Regions from separate parts of the Mus musculus genome. Here all the other regions are linked to region 2. A link is a contact called in public Hi-C and Micro-C data. All regions are on one chromosome and are shown on one strand. The core of a region is the stretch at or near the end of the contact, and the rest is flanking DNA. Distances in the headings are between cores, read along the strand shown.

Region 1 (4,059 bases), core at 1,473-3,972, 180 kb after region 2:
GAGAGAGCGAGTCCCTGACAGCTGAACAATGAAGGCCACTTTAGTGGTCCACTGTCTTGGCACCACCCCCCACTCCAATGTAAACATGGTGCACACAGGAGCACACATCCCCTCACAGCTGAGCACCCTCACCTGTGACCAGGAGAGACACCCGCCAGCTTTCAAAGGTGTTCAGATGTCTGTGTCTGTCTCTAACCTGTAATGGCTAACACAACAGAGGAAAAGGGTTTTTTTTTTTCCTTTTTTTTTTTTTTAAAGACAAACGTCCAGATGAACTTAATGGAAAGTTCTGACCGACAAGGAACTCTAGCTCTATAGTAAACTCAATGTTGGCAGCACAGAGGAGGCACTGACGGTGGTGAGTGACACAGGAGTGCTCCAGGTGGAGGTGGGGTCTTGCTGTCAAGTGCTCCCTTGTTACGGAGCTGCTTGGGTCCTCAGGAAGACCCTTCCCATCAGAAGGAAGCTGCAGGGACACGGGGCTGGATGCATGGCTATGGAGGAAATCTTGGGTTTCAAATTCTTTAGTAATACACACATCAGCATCAGGATCCCCAAACAGTTAATTTCAATCATTAAATATTATACATTATGACAGACAGCATGTATCATCAAAGCCGATGTCCATTCTTACATACTATGAACAAAACGGGGTGAACTGAAAAACTTGATGAAAAAGAGTATTTTCCAGTTCTCCATCAGTTGGTCAAACTATGATATTTTTCCAACAATTGGATTTTCCCTACAAAACAATAAAAGAAATACACAAATTAGCAATGTGACATACACAGAACCCACTGAACACTTTTAATTTTCCTTGACTGCTCATGCTGAGTCTTGTTTTATTAATCTGACAAGTCTTATTGATCACTTACTATATTTCAAGTTCTATTCTAGAAGCTAATGGTACAGCACTGAACAAATCAGACACAGCATGCACACAGCTCACATGATGGTACAGGAAGTGTAAGAGGGGGTTTGCTGTTCACTGATGCCTGCCTGCCCTCCCTGGGCTCCCAGGCAAGCACACTAATACCAAGCTACTTTCCCAGCCCAAGCCCGCCCTCCCCCAAGAAAGAAAGAAAATGTGTGTGAAGAACACTGCAGGGGTAGTGGGCAACAGTGCCATCAGCAGCTGAGTGCTTTTTTTTTTTTAAAAGATTTATTTATTTTATATGAGTACACTGTTGTTCTCTTCAGACACACCAGAAGAGGGCATTGGATCCCAATTACAGATGGGTGTGAGCCACCATGTGGTTGCTGGGAATTGAACTCAGAACCCCTGGAAGAACAGTCAGTGCTCTTAACTGCTGAGCCATCTCTCTAGCCCTGAGTTTGTATTTTTTAATAGAGAAAATCAAAGTTGATCAGGGTATGGTATGCATGGATTATAAGGTACAATTTAAGAATGGCCAAGCCTTGGCTAGGAACTTCAAAGGACTTCAGGAAAACTAGATTAACTTTTGTTGGAAGATACTCAATTATACTAAAGAAGAAAATACAGAATTAAGATGTTTACAATACAACCTTCATAATGTGCCAAGCTTTCTACCAAGGAAGAATGTATTTATATCCACAAAATTGATTTTTCTTATTCAGAAATATAAAAGTACCGACCAACATAAGACTATTTAAAATAGTGTAGCAAGGACTTGGAGTCCTCACACTAACACTATCTTTGTGCATTTTAATTTTCTACCTGTAAAGTAGGAATGAAACCATGCTAGGCTGTATGAGCATCAATGACAGGAGCAGACACTGCATTGCCAGCAGACACCGTGAAGGACACTGTTGTTTGCCAGTCCATCTACTGTACTGCCAGCAGGTCCCTGGTCACACTGAGTGCTGCGTGTCAGAGAGTGCTGGAGGGTTACAGCTGACACATTTCTTTCCTCACACTAGGGAGGAAAGAGTCTTTTCTTTTTCTCCCTGTAAACATTATCTTAAAGAAGACAATGGGGCTCTGAGCTACTGTGGCTCCTCTGATGGTGAGAAGAAGAAAGGCGAGATTTAGATGATCCCAGTGACAATGACCGCATCTCAGTGACAGTGCTCAGTGATGCACTAACCCACTGGATTAGCTTGGTCTTCACTGTGGAGACTGAAAACCTCCCTCGAGTCTGCTACGGCTCCTGGGAGGAATCCAGCTGCCGGTGTCCTGAGAGGAACACGTCCCACGGCATGCCAGCTGCTGCTGTCCTTAGCCAGCGCATTCTCTTCATCTGAGATGTAGCACTTGAAACCAACCTTCAAATGCTTCTATGCACTGTTATGGCTTACTTTTTTTTTTTTTTTTTAGTATTTATTATAAATATAACATATTGTGAGAAATATAAAGGAGACAACAAAAAGAAAAAGCTATGAATTATTCAGAGTGAATTACAACTGACCACGACATTCAAAGCAGTGATGACGCTCAGCACTGACAGAAAGGATGGCTGGCCTGCGGCGGCCGACCAGGAGAGGGAGTGGGGGAGGCACGCACGCGCACGCGCACGCGCACGCGCGGGCCCTGATAGGCGGGAGCAGAGCCCAGGAGACTTACTTGCTTCCGTATTTTGCACTACTCGATCTTTTCTTTCTGTATTTCTCATGAGGTTCATCGAGCTTCTCTATGGTGCTTTTGATTTGCTGAATTGTCTTAAAGGTTGCAACAGAATCCTCAATGGTGAACTTAGAATAACCAGGTTCTTTCTGTGGCCCCTGATACACAGCTATAGACCCACAGGTCTCTGTAAGGAACAGTGAAATCTCTGATCAGAAAACTAAATTCCACAAGTGTAATCTGTAGTGTAATTTAAAAAACTTTGAAGTTTTTAAGTGAGTTTCTTTGACAAGAGCACAGGTGACTGTATTATAACAATTTACTGAACAATCACATTTACAAAGAATAATTATTTAATTTCATGAATAGATAAAGATTAATGCCTCCTTTGAGGGTTTGTAAACTTCACTATCAGTAACAGGAAATCTATAAATATTTTTAACTTTTTAAAAAGTCAAAGAAATAACCTAGAAATTAATAATGAAAACTAATGGTTTCATTTTGTTTACCTTCCATTTTCTGCAGCTTAAGTAAACTGAGGGTAAAAATAGAATAAATTCTTTCTGTTTCTCTGTCTTCATCGATATCTATCTGGATGTCTGCAGGGATGCCTCTATGATAAGAAGAAAATTAAAGACATTGGAAAAATTCTTTGTTAACATTAGAAATGAATCAAGACTAAAACTAGAATTAGAATTTTCTAAAAGCGGCTTCAGAAATTAGTTTCCGAGATACTTCAACAGGATCACAAGGTCTGGTTGTTAAGGACTCAAGTCTTGAAAAAGATTTTGAAGTAAAATCATAAAAAATATTTTTAATGTATATGTGTATATCTGTGTGTGTGTGTGCGCATGCGTGCGTGCCTATACATGCCTCTGCAGAGGCTAGAAGACGGTATCTGATCTGTGCTCTGGAGCTGGTGTCACATGGGTTTTGGAACTAAACTTGAGTCTTCTTTCTACAAGAACAACAAGCACTAACTGCTCCCCAGTCCCAATAAACATATATATAACCTATAGTTGTTCACCGAACAATGCATCAATCTAGCCCCTGGGCACCACTAACTTACAGTTGTGTCTATAGAAATTTACTTACTCTCTGTATTTTAATTTTTGTGGTACTAGAATTAAACCAAAGCCCCTGTGTGTGTCAGGTGAGAGAGACACTCTACCACTGGGCAACAACCCAAGCCTTTCTAGACACGGTTTATAGAAATGTCTTCAGCACCGTGCGGCCTCTGTCCAGCTACTTCTACATAGCGTCTGTCATGCTCTCACACCCACGCCCGCATGCAGTCATGAGTTACTCACGCGGTGCACGGCTTGCAGCCTGGTGTGCTTTCACTCGTCTCCTGGCAGCAGAGCCAGTTTCCGTTGAGATACGCTGAGGGGTGGAAAGAGCTGAGCCTGTTGTGGTTGCATCTGCTCACCCTGCACAGGACATCTATCCACTCATTGGCTTCCACACAGTTGTTTGCTTGGATGTACAGCGTTTTCTCTGTATGTATCACTTGG
Region 2 (4,278 bases), core at 942-3,441:
TGTCTAGAGACACAGCCTTCAAGGCTGAGGATTTAGTTTGTCTTCCTCTCACACACATTCTTAATGTCTCTGTGCGGGGTGGGATCTTCTGCACTGGTTTAGGATTACTATAATGAACTCAAAATTTACTATGTGAGCACAAGGATAAGTACTGATTCTATAAAGAGGTCTTGCTTAGTTCTTCCTAGGCTAACCTCAACTTTATCCTTACTCCCACTTTGTACAGGTTCTCTGCTTAAATGCATATTACCAAGGAAACCTATATCCTAACACAAAGGTTAAAACAGCACTGTTGGAGCTGCCATGATGGTCCACTCATGTAAGTGACTGAGGCAAGAGGGCCACCAACAATTAGTTAATCAGAGGTCAGTCGAGGCCACAGGAAGATCCTGCAGGAGAAGCCCTACCGTCGAAGTAAAGATAATGGACTCTAGAAGTGAGAAGGCAAGAGAGAAAGGCAAAAGGCAGCTTACAAAAATGAACCTCTCTCCACCACCCAAAAATCTCTTCAGTTCAAAGTGCTCTCTGGAAACAAGCAATTATCTTCATCCTTCTCCCTTTAACCGCGGTGGAAGATTTATTTCTTGAGCACATACAGAGCTCTCAAGAAAAGACAGCAATTTAAATAAAAATTGTGCATGATTACTGGGCAGTCAGGCAAGGCATACGTAAAATAATACAACCACTGGACTGGGATTAAAGGAGACTGGGCTCTTTTCTTGGCCCCATGGAATATGTAATTTTACAAAGAATCACAACCTCTGGGTTTCATTTCTGAACTAGAGGTTGGAATTTAAGAAAACAAAACAAAACCCCCCAAACCTTCCATGGCTCCTTTCAGCTTGTGATAGAGTGTCAAAGAGCCTTGCACCCTAGAGGAGCTCACTTCAGTGAACAAGTCATTTTGTGAGCCATATCTCACTTATGGTCTTCAATGCTTCTCTTAAAAATGCCATGCCCCAACGGCTCTCAGCTCTAAAAATCCATTCTTACTCAGAATGGAAAAAAAAAAATCTGTCCTTACCCATTAACAAAATACTCTTAAAAAAGGATTTCAAAAAGGTAAAATTGTCTAAATAGAAAGGCAATAAATGGAATACACTTGTCCACCTTCACTAACATTTTTTTTGACCCCTCACCTTAAAAGCAGCACAAAACCCAGAAGACCGATCAACTCGGATTCACTATTTCGTTTTAAAACAATGAGTTCGCACAGAGAAAATCTGTTAACATTCAACCACCACTCGGATGTTTTGAAGGTACGGGAGGAGGGGGTGTTTAATAGGACCGTCTTTCCCCAAAGCAAAATCTGCAAGGCAGAAAAGCGCTGTGATCTCCGAGGAGGAGGAGAAGGAGGAGGAGGAAGAAGCCCTCTCGGAGCCGGCCTTTCTCAGTCGGAATTCAAGTGCTTTTTCGCGGACAATGTGCCCCAGTGATTAACTCCCCGTCACACGTCCCTGCAACCCACACACGCCCGGAGCTCGCCCGCACTGTCCCGGCCGTCTGGGTGGCAGCGCCGCCGAGTCACAAGATAGCGGGCAGTGGAAATTTCCTCTCCCCAGGCAGGCGAGGGGCAGGTCCGGCTTCCCCAGTCCGCGCGGCCCGCGCCTCCAGGGCGCGCGCCCTACAAAGGAGGCCCGGCCCGGCCGGCCGGTCCCGCTTCCGGCGCCGCTCGCGGCGGGAACCGGCAGCACGTGTGCCCCGCTCGGGCTGGCCAAGCGGCCGCCCAGCCTCGGAGCCGGACCGCCGGGCCGCCCGCAATGAATGGGGCCGTCCGCCGCGCCGCCCGCCCCGCCGCGCGCTCACCCCAGCTCTTGGAGGTGCGCCCCAGAAACTCTCCGCTGCTCGGGTTGTAGATGAACAGCTTCCACTCGGCCAGGCTCTGGTGGAAGGATTTCTTCTCAGTCTTCGTCATGATGGGCGTGTGGAAGTCGAGGTGAACGGAGGCCGCGGGGCTGGAGGCGACGAGGGGCTCGGCGGCGCGTCCTGGCGACGGCGGCGGCGCAGCCCAGCGACAACAGCGGAGGACGGCACGGCCGGGAACAACTCTTCGTTACGAGACCACTAGAGCCGACTGCGCCGCGCCGCGCCGGGCGGCCGCAGGGGCCCCGGGAGCCTGACGTCTCCGCCCGCCGCAGCCAATCCCCGCGCCGCTGGCGCGCACCGCGGCCGCTGCCTCCCGCCCGGCTGGGCGCGGCCCAAAGGCCCAGAGCCGCCCGGATGACCCCGCCCCCGACAACACGCCACGCCCACATCTCCAAGGTCCGCCCTTGACGCCAGAGCCACGCCCCCAGCCAAGCCACGCCCCAGCCGGGCTACTTGCCCCTGTAGCCCCCGCCCAGGTGCGAGGAAGCCAGCGCGGCGGGGCTGCGGGCGGAAGTCTGCCGGGCACACTGACCGGCAGGGTGGTGGCCCGAGGAAGGTGGGCGTAGGAGGCTACAGCGCTCTCCACTGGAAGCCCAGGCCGTGGCTGGGCTTAGTGGAAGCCCAGCCTGAGACTTAGTGGTCAAAGCCTGGAGCACATACTTGGCCCCGGAGCCTTCTGCAATACGCCGTGGCGCGTTCTCCTTGGGGCTCTGTGACGTCTTTAAACGGCACCTGCTGCAGGGCCTCGGGCAGCGTTTGTAGCGTCTAGTGTGGACTAGCTGCTTTTGGGTTGCCTGAGGGTCATGGCAGTTTTATTCTAAATATGCTATCGTTAACCAAATGGAGTACAGTATACTTTTTCTCCAGATTCAGTCGAGCATATCAATGAAATCAATATAAATATTTTCCCAAGATTTCCGCTCACTAAAGCCTTGCTTTTTTTTTTTTTTTTCTTTTCTGGCTCGGTCACTCCAATTGTTAACTACAATACTTGATGGAGTACAAGGTTAAGGTTGTTAGAGTTAGGGATAGATGCCTGAACCACTCGGCTGGTGTTTTCTTTGCCACTGGTGGCCGCTACGCCTAGGCGGAGCCAGGAATTCAGGCTGCATTCTGAAATTCTGAAACACCATAAATGGGATTTTAAAAGACTCAAAATGGAAGTTTGAACAGAAGGTGAGGTTATTTTGATTTTTTGTTTTTGTTTCCGGAAAAGAGATGTTAAATAACCTCTGTTAAATAGCAATAATGAATGAATAAATGCAATCCCATTTTGTTTGCAATAATTTCATTAACCACGCCCACCCATACGTTTATGACTATCCAAAATCCAGTTTGGTTTTGTTTGTGACAGAATCTTGCTGTGTAGCTTCAGCTGACTTGACATTGTGTATCCCACACTCTTGTCCTCCTGCCTCGACTTCCTGGGTACTGAGATCACAGGCATGTGCTACCATGCCTGATTTACAGGGGATTTTTGTTTGTTTTCAACTGTTGTTTTTCTGGGGTTAGGGTTATTGGGAGAGGAGGGAACCAAGGACCATGCACATGACAAGCATGTCACCAACTGAACTACATCCTCCGCCCTCCAGTTATTTGTTTGTTTTCCAAGACAGGGTTTCTCTGTGTTGCCCTGGCTGCCTTGGAACTCACTCTGCAGACCAGGCTAGTTTCCAGATCACAGAGTGCTGCCTCTGCCTCTGGAGTGCTGTGACTTAAAGGCCTGCACTCACCTCTCTCTGCCTCCGGTTACTTTTTTGGTCTAATAACACCAAAAAAATTTTCAGAAGCAATTTGTAGAGTTTGACATGAAGCTGATTTTAGAAATACCAAAATATTACACAAGAAGCCTAGAATGCTTCTCTAGATTATAGGTAAGGCTAAAAGCTAAGGAATGGAAATAATTTTACCTCAAAACCTGAACTGCACACTAGGGTAGCTAGAATACTGATAGGATTAACTATGAGCTTTTTATATATGCAAACCGATGAAAGATACATCATCTATCTGGGATAAAATATAAAAATATATCTGCTTATTTTGTGTGTGTGCATGTATAACAAGCATGCTTTAAGAAATAATTACCTAATACATAGAAAACAATGTTATGAAATGACATTTCAAAGATGTTAGTGGCCAGCTGAGAGTTTCAGTCTCTGTGTTTTTAATAGCCATAAATACAGCTTTTATACTTAGTGTTCTGTGGTTTTTCTAAATAAGGGTTTAAATACAAATATAATTCAGTAAACACTTTGAAAACTCATGGCTAGTTTAGTCAGTATGGCAGTCAGTTTCAACGGATTTCAATTTGGCAAAAATACTATACTCGAACAATATGGGACCTCTTTGTTTCTGTGTTCCGAGATAATTGAGCATGGCCTGGAAGAGTAAACACTGATTATCTTGGGATAT
Region 3 (4,543 bases), core at 259-2,758, 170 kb before region 2:
AGTATTTATTAAATAAGCTTAACACAATACCTTAACAACGTTTCCTGCGGAAATTAAATAAATCCACATTCACTTGTCAGTGCAAAAGGCAATCATTCAGTTGAGACTTTTGGATTACTGTATGTTTGGAATTTTGGGATTTTACCCATAACAATTGTCTAGAAATAGTCTCCAAATCTTCCAAAGAGAAAGCCAAGGGTGTTTGCTCTTGGCTTCCTCACCTCATTATGCATTTTTTCTGTCTGCTTGCCTTAGTTTCTACCTATGTACATCATCATTTTTTGAGAAAGGATCTCACTGTTATCTATCTATCTATCTATCTATCTATCTATCTATCTATCTAATGTTTTTGAGAAAGGATCTCATGTAGACTCAGTTGGTCTAAACTCCCGACTCTGCCACCCAGACCATGAGCTGACACTCTGGGGCTGGTATTTACATCAATAGCCCCCTCTCAGAGTTGTTTCCCTTATCACACCACTGAATTTTTTTTTAAAGAACTTTAAGAAGCATCTTTCCTACCTCACTGGAACATAAGCTCAATTATGCCAAGAATTTTTGTCTCTTTTGTACACACAGCCCTAGCATCATAAATAGTATTTGGCTCATAGAGCTATGAGGAAATTAAAATGAAAAAGATCAAAGTATTTTAAAGTCGGATTTTCTTATCTTACTTCCAAACGTCCACATTAGCTACAGTTCATACAGGATCCATGCACTTGAAAGGGGGAAACACCTTTTTTTGGAGGGGTGGGGGCAGGGTCAAAGTGTCTAGCCCTGGCTGGCTCAGAACTCACTGTGTTGACTAGGCTGGCCTTAGACTTAAAGAGATATGCTAGTGTCTGCCTCAGGAGTGCTGGGGTTAAAGACATGAGCCACTAAGCCAACCTGAATTTCTTAATAAATGACTGGGTATTTGAGAGTGTGTGCCTCCAACTTTTTCGGTTCAACTTCGAAATTAAGGCATCTGGCCTTAATTTATTGCTACACTTTCCCAGGAATTGAAGCATGACCAACCTCCACAGTGGTCCACGTGTGGCCTCAGGGTCACTTATCCCTCTGCCTTCCGAGTGTTCCTGGAGCAGTGGCCCATCAGAGGTCTATGGTCCAGATGTAAGGACCTAGTTCCGGTTTCTTTCCGAGAGATGGGATGGAAAAGAGAACCATACTTTAGAGCTGAGAGAAGCGAGGTGGTGGGTGGAGGTGAGGAGAGGGGCTGATGTGGTGGAGGGGGAAGGGCGAGCCTGGCTGCCCTCTAGGTGGCAGGGGTCCAGCGGCAGGCAGAGCCTCAGGGCGGCCCCTAGCGGAGAGTGGCTTTGGAGGTCAAAAGACCAGGGCAGGCTCCCGCAAGCCCGCCGCCCACCTCCGCCTCTGGCCCTGGGGGCGAGCCTGGGGGCGGGTTTTGTTTACTCCCTACACGCACTGCGGCCCGGCCAATCCGTGGAGAGCGTCGGCGCGCGTCATGCCAGCCGAGGGCCAATCGGCGCTCACCGTGCTGCTCCGCCGCCAAAGCGAGCGCGGGGGAAGCGGCGCCGCCGCGGCCGTGTCGCTGAGGGCGGACGGCGTCGGGCGCGCTGGGCTGTGCGGCCGTCGCTGCCTGGCACGCGGGGCGCGCCTTGACCCTTCCTGCACTGCAGGCTTCCGACGCGCGCGAAGACCGCGGCTGCGCGGCCGGGAGCTTGCTCCGAGCGGACCTGGCTCTGCCTGAGGAGCGGCGGCTCGCGAAGAAGCGTCTCCCCGGGAGTGGGCCGAGGGCTGTGTGGACCGGCGGCGGCCCCTCTGCACCAAGCTGCGGTAAGGTCCCGGAAAGGGCGCGGGCCTGCGCGCCAGGGGCCTTTGGACCGGGCGTGGCCCCCCGCCGGCCGGCTCTCCCCTGCCCTGTCCCGGGAGTCTCAGCTTGTCCTCAGGATTTCTCTGCAGCGGGGCCAAGCAACCCTGGAATACCTGATGAGGCTCCGGAGCCCGCGGGCTCGCCATCACCCGGGATCAGGAAGGGCAAGGGCTGACTTGGGCTTCTCACTCAGATCTTCTGACTTTCCCTCCTCCCTTCGTGATCCACCATCCTCCAGTCTGTTTCTGCGGGGTGCTTTTGCAGAGTTCCAAAGCTCTCCCTACCTGGAAGACCCCCAGGTTCCCCCAAGAGAACTTTTCCTTTCAAGTAGAGGTTACTTTCTCGGCCCAAGTTCTGGGAGGAATTCTGCACAAGGCCCTGGTTGCTGTGCACAGAGCAGCGGGAAAGTGACTGTGGGCTCCGCCGAGAGGTGGCACAGTGAAGTGCGTGGACACTCACTCGCCCGTGTTCCGGTGCTTTGTGTGGGCTCAGTTTGTTCATCTGTGAGCCACATCTGCCTATGCGAGGACGGGGAGGGTGTTGGGAGAGAGAAAAGGGCTAATCTCCGGAATGCACTTGAAACAAAGCTCACTTCTACTAAATGCATAACGTAACCCTGGATGCTGGAGGAGACTCTGGACCCCATGTTGTTTCACCTTTTCGGCTGAAATCGTTACCAGGCTTGTAGCCTGGCCTAGCAAAATGTTTACTTTGCATTCTTTTTCCATAGCATTCGTTGAAAGTACCTTTGAGCCTTTGGCGACTTCTGTCTTTCCTCCTTTCATCTCAAGGGGCTCCAACCCCTTATCCTGCCTCCTCTAGGCCAGCAGTTCTCAACCTTCCTAATGCTGTGACCTGACCCCAACCATAAAAGCATTTTGTTGCTACTTCATAACTGTAATTTTGCTACTGTTATGAATTGCAATGTAAATATTTAGGTTTTCCGATGGTCTTAGGCAAGAACGACTCCCTTTAGAAAGGGGTCATGACCCACAGGTTAGAAAACACCCCTCTACAGAGCCAGCTGCTGTGTTTCATTTGACTTAGAATTTTTCTGGGTCATTTGTTTTCTGTTCTCCTAATGGTTTGAAGTCATCGTAACTAGGCAGTATGGTTTAAGTCATTAGCCTCTTTTCCACTGTGGCAGAATTCAAAGTTGAGTATAAAATGTTTGTTTTGCATCTTGCCTCTTCCAGTCACTGATTATCTTACGATTTACTAAGGCTTTACCACTATCCCATTGCTGGAATTCATGTAAGTGTCCATTCTCAAATTGCATCAGGAGATAAAGGCGCCGGCCAGACCCCAGGTTCTGTCACGCTTGTGTACTGGCTCTGGGCAGAGTTAGTTTTAGAACATCTTGTGCCTTGGAACTAGTTTAGTGTTATGGCAGATATGGTGTCAGTAGCCAGTGCTGGCATGTGGTTGCAGAGTCAGGAATGCAGCACTTAACATTTGTTAAGAAAGTCCCGAGACTTAGTAAACCCTTCTGTTGCCTTAATTCCAGGCATAGTAAAGTAGTTTTAGTTATTCATATTACTATTTTGTGGCCGTAATTCCCTTCCCTCGCCCCTTGCGAATATGTAGTCCTTGCCGTGTGCAGGTTTTACCCTTGCAGCCAAAATTCTTAACTGACCTCCAGTACGGTTTGAGGGCTGGGGCATCAATAGCGCAGTGGTAGGGTAATTACCTAAACCTAGATTGACGCCCAGCCCCGGAAATATAAAACAGCAGTAACAAGACCTCACTTTGAAATAGGCTGTGCACTCCTTTCTTCATCTTTTAGGTTTACTTTGGTATGTGTCATGATGGCCCTCAGAAGAAACTAGATTGGGGGTTGTAAGGGTTTTAAAGATGATTAACTATAAATTGGGGCTGGCGAGATGGTTCGGTGGGTAAAGGTGCTTGTCTCCAAGTCTGCTGACCTTATCTCTGTCTGTCTCAGGGATCCACAGTGTGGATGGACAGAGCTCATCCTGAACGTTATCCTCTGACTGTTCCACACCTGTGCCCTCCTCCAAACAAACAACCCCCTACACCTCCCCCCAAAACTAAATGTACTTGCTTTTTAATACCTTTCTATCTTAACCTGTGATAACAGGACTTTAAGGATTTCTGAAGGCTAATGAACCCTTAGAAATGGTTTGCAAGATAACTTTTATTTTTATACTTTTAAAAGATTTGTTTGTTTGTTTATTTATTTATTTATTTATTTTTATGTATATTAGAACACTATAGCTGTACAGATGGTTGTGAGCCTTCATGTAGTTGTTGGGAATTGAATTTTTGGACCTCTGCTCACTCTGGTCAACCCTGCTCACTCTGGTCGGCCCCACTTGTTCAGTCCTTGCTCACTCTGGCCCAAAGATTTATTTATTACTATAGATAAGTACACTGTAGCTGTCTTCAGATACACTAGAGAGGGTGGCAGATCTCATTATGAGTGGTTTTGAGCCACCATGTAATGCTAGGATTTGAACTCAGGACCTTCGGAAGAGCAGTCAGTGTTCTTACCTGCTGAGCCATCTCTCCAGCCCCCTATTTTTACATTTTTTTTTTGAGTTCACTGTCATAGTTTCTAAGACAAAACTATTTGAACAACTAACTTGAATAACTAACTTTTTGTGTCTGTTTTGAGACAGGTTCTTGCCATATATTGCATTTAAACTTACTATGTAGCCCAGGTTATCCTCAAATTTGCAGCAATTCTAA

Evidence for each region. A called contact is a pair of places that touch in the nucleus more often than the background predicts.
Region 1: a contact with region 2 is called in a Hi-C map of microglia, with 3 times the contacts expected there. The contact joins the enhancer-like site here to the promoter of Atp1b3 in region 2. A contact is called at or near these places in 14 of 39 promoter capture datasets (the 3T3-L1 cell line, 3T3-L1-derived adipocytes, the C10 cell line and 10 more), 1 of 15 datasets of contacts at CTCF or cohesin (the NIH/3T3 cell line), 32 of 484 Hi-C or Micro-C datasets (the AML12 cell line, the N1E-115 cell line, Sertoli cells and 20 more), 20 of 115 datasets of contacts at active chromatin or transcription factors (the 230-238 cell line, bone marrow-derived macrophages, craniofacial prominence and 12 more) and 4 of 9 other capture datasets (adipose tissue, liver, macrophages and 1 more).
Region 3: a Micro-C map of embryonic stem cells shows a contact between it and region 2, with 4 times the contacts expected there. The contact joins the promoter of Tfdp2 here to the promoter of Atp1b3 in region 2. A contact is called at or near these places in 7 of 39 promoter capture datasets (the C10 cell line, cranial neural crest, frontonasal cranial neural crest and 4 more), 3 of 484 Hi-C or Micro-C datasets (embryonic stem cells and muscle stem cells) and 2 of 115 datasets of contacts at active chromatin or transcription factors (effector CD8 T cells and memory CD8 T cells).

Annotation. Positions count from the first base shown.
Region 1 is chr9:96,541,734-96,545,792 of GRCm38.p6, forward strand. It overlaps Rasa2 (RAS p21 protein activator 2), which reads right to left. Exons shown (of 24, transcript NM_053268.2): 21 at 3,856-4,059; 22 at 3,055-3,158; 23 at 2,546-2,732; 24 at 1-742. The coding sequence ends at 712. Among named protein-coding and RNA genes, the nearest start is that of Gm28729, 18 kb to the left of the region's middle. Within about 2 kb of position 2,723, at least 67 of the 459 cell types and tissues checked have an H3K27ac peak or open chromatin away from gene starts, as enhancers often do. A contact at or near this core is called in adipose tissue, bone marrow-derived macrophages, cerebellar granule neurons and 8 more, where this site is marked.
Region 2 is chr9:96,362,240-96,366,517 of GRCm38.p6, forward strand. Atp1b3 (ATPase, Na+/K+ transporting, beta 3 polypeptide) reads right to left here and starts at 2,192. Exons shown (of 7, transcript NM_007502.5): 1 at 1,807-2,192. The coding sequence starts at 1,915.
Region 3 is chr9:96,194,767-96,199,309 of GRCm38.p6, forward strand. Tfdp2 (transcription factor Dp 2) reads left to right here and starts at 1,509. Exons shown (of 13, transcript NM_001184706.1): 1 at 1,509-1,794.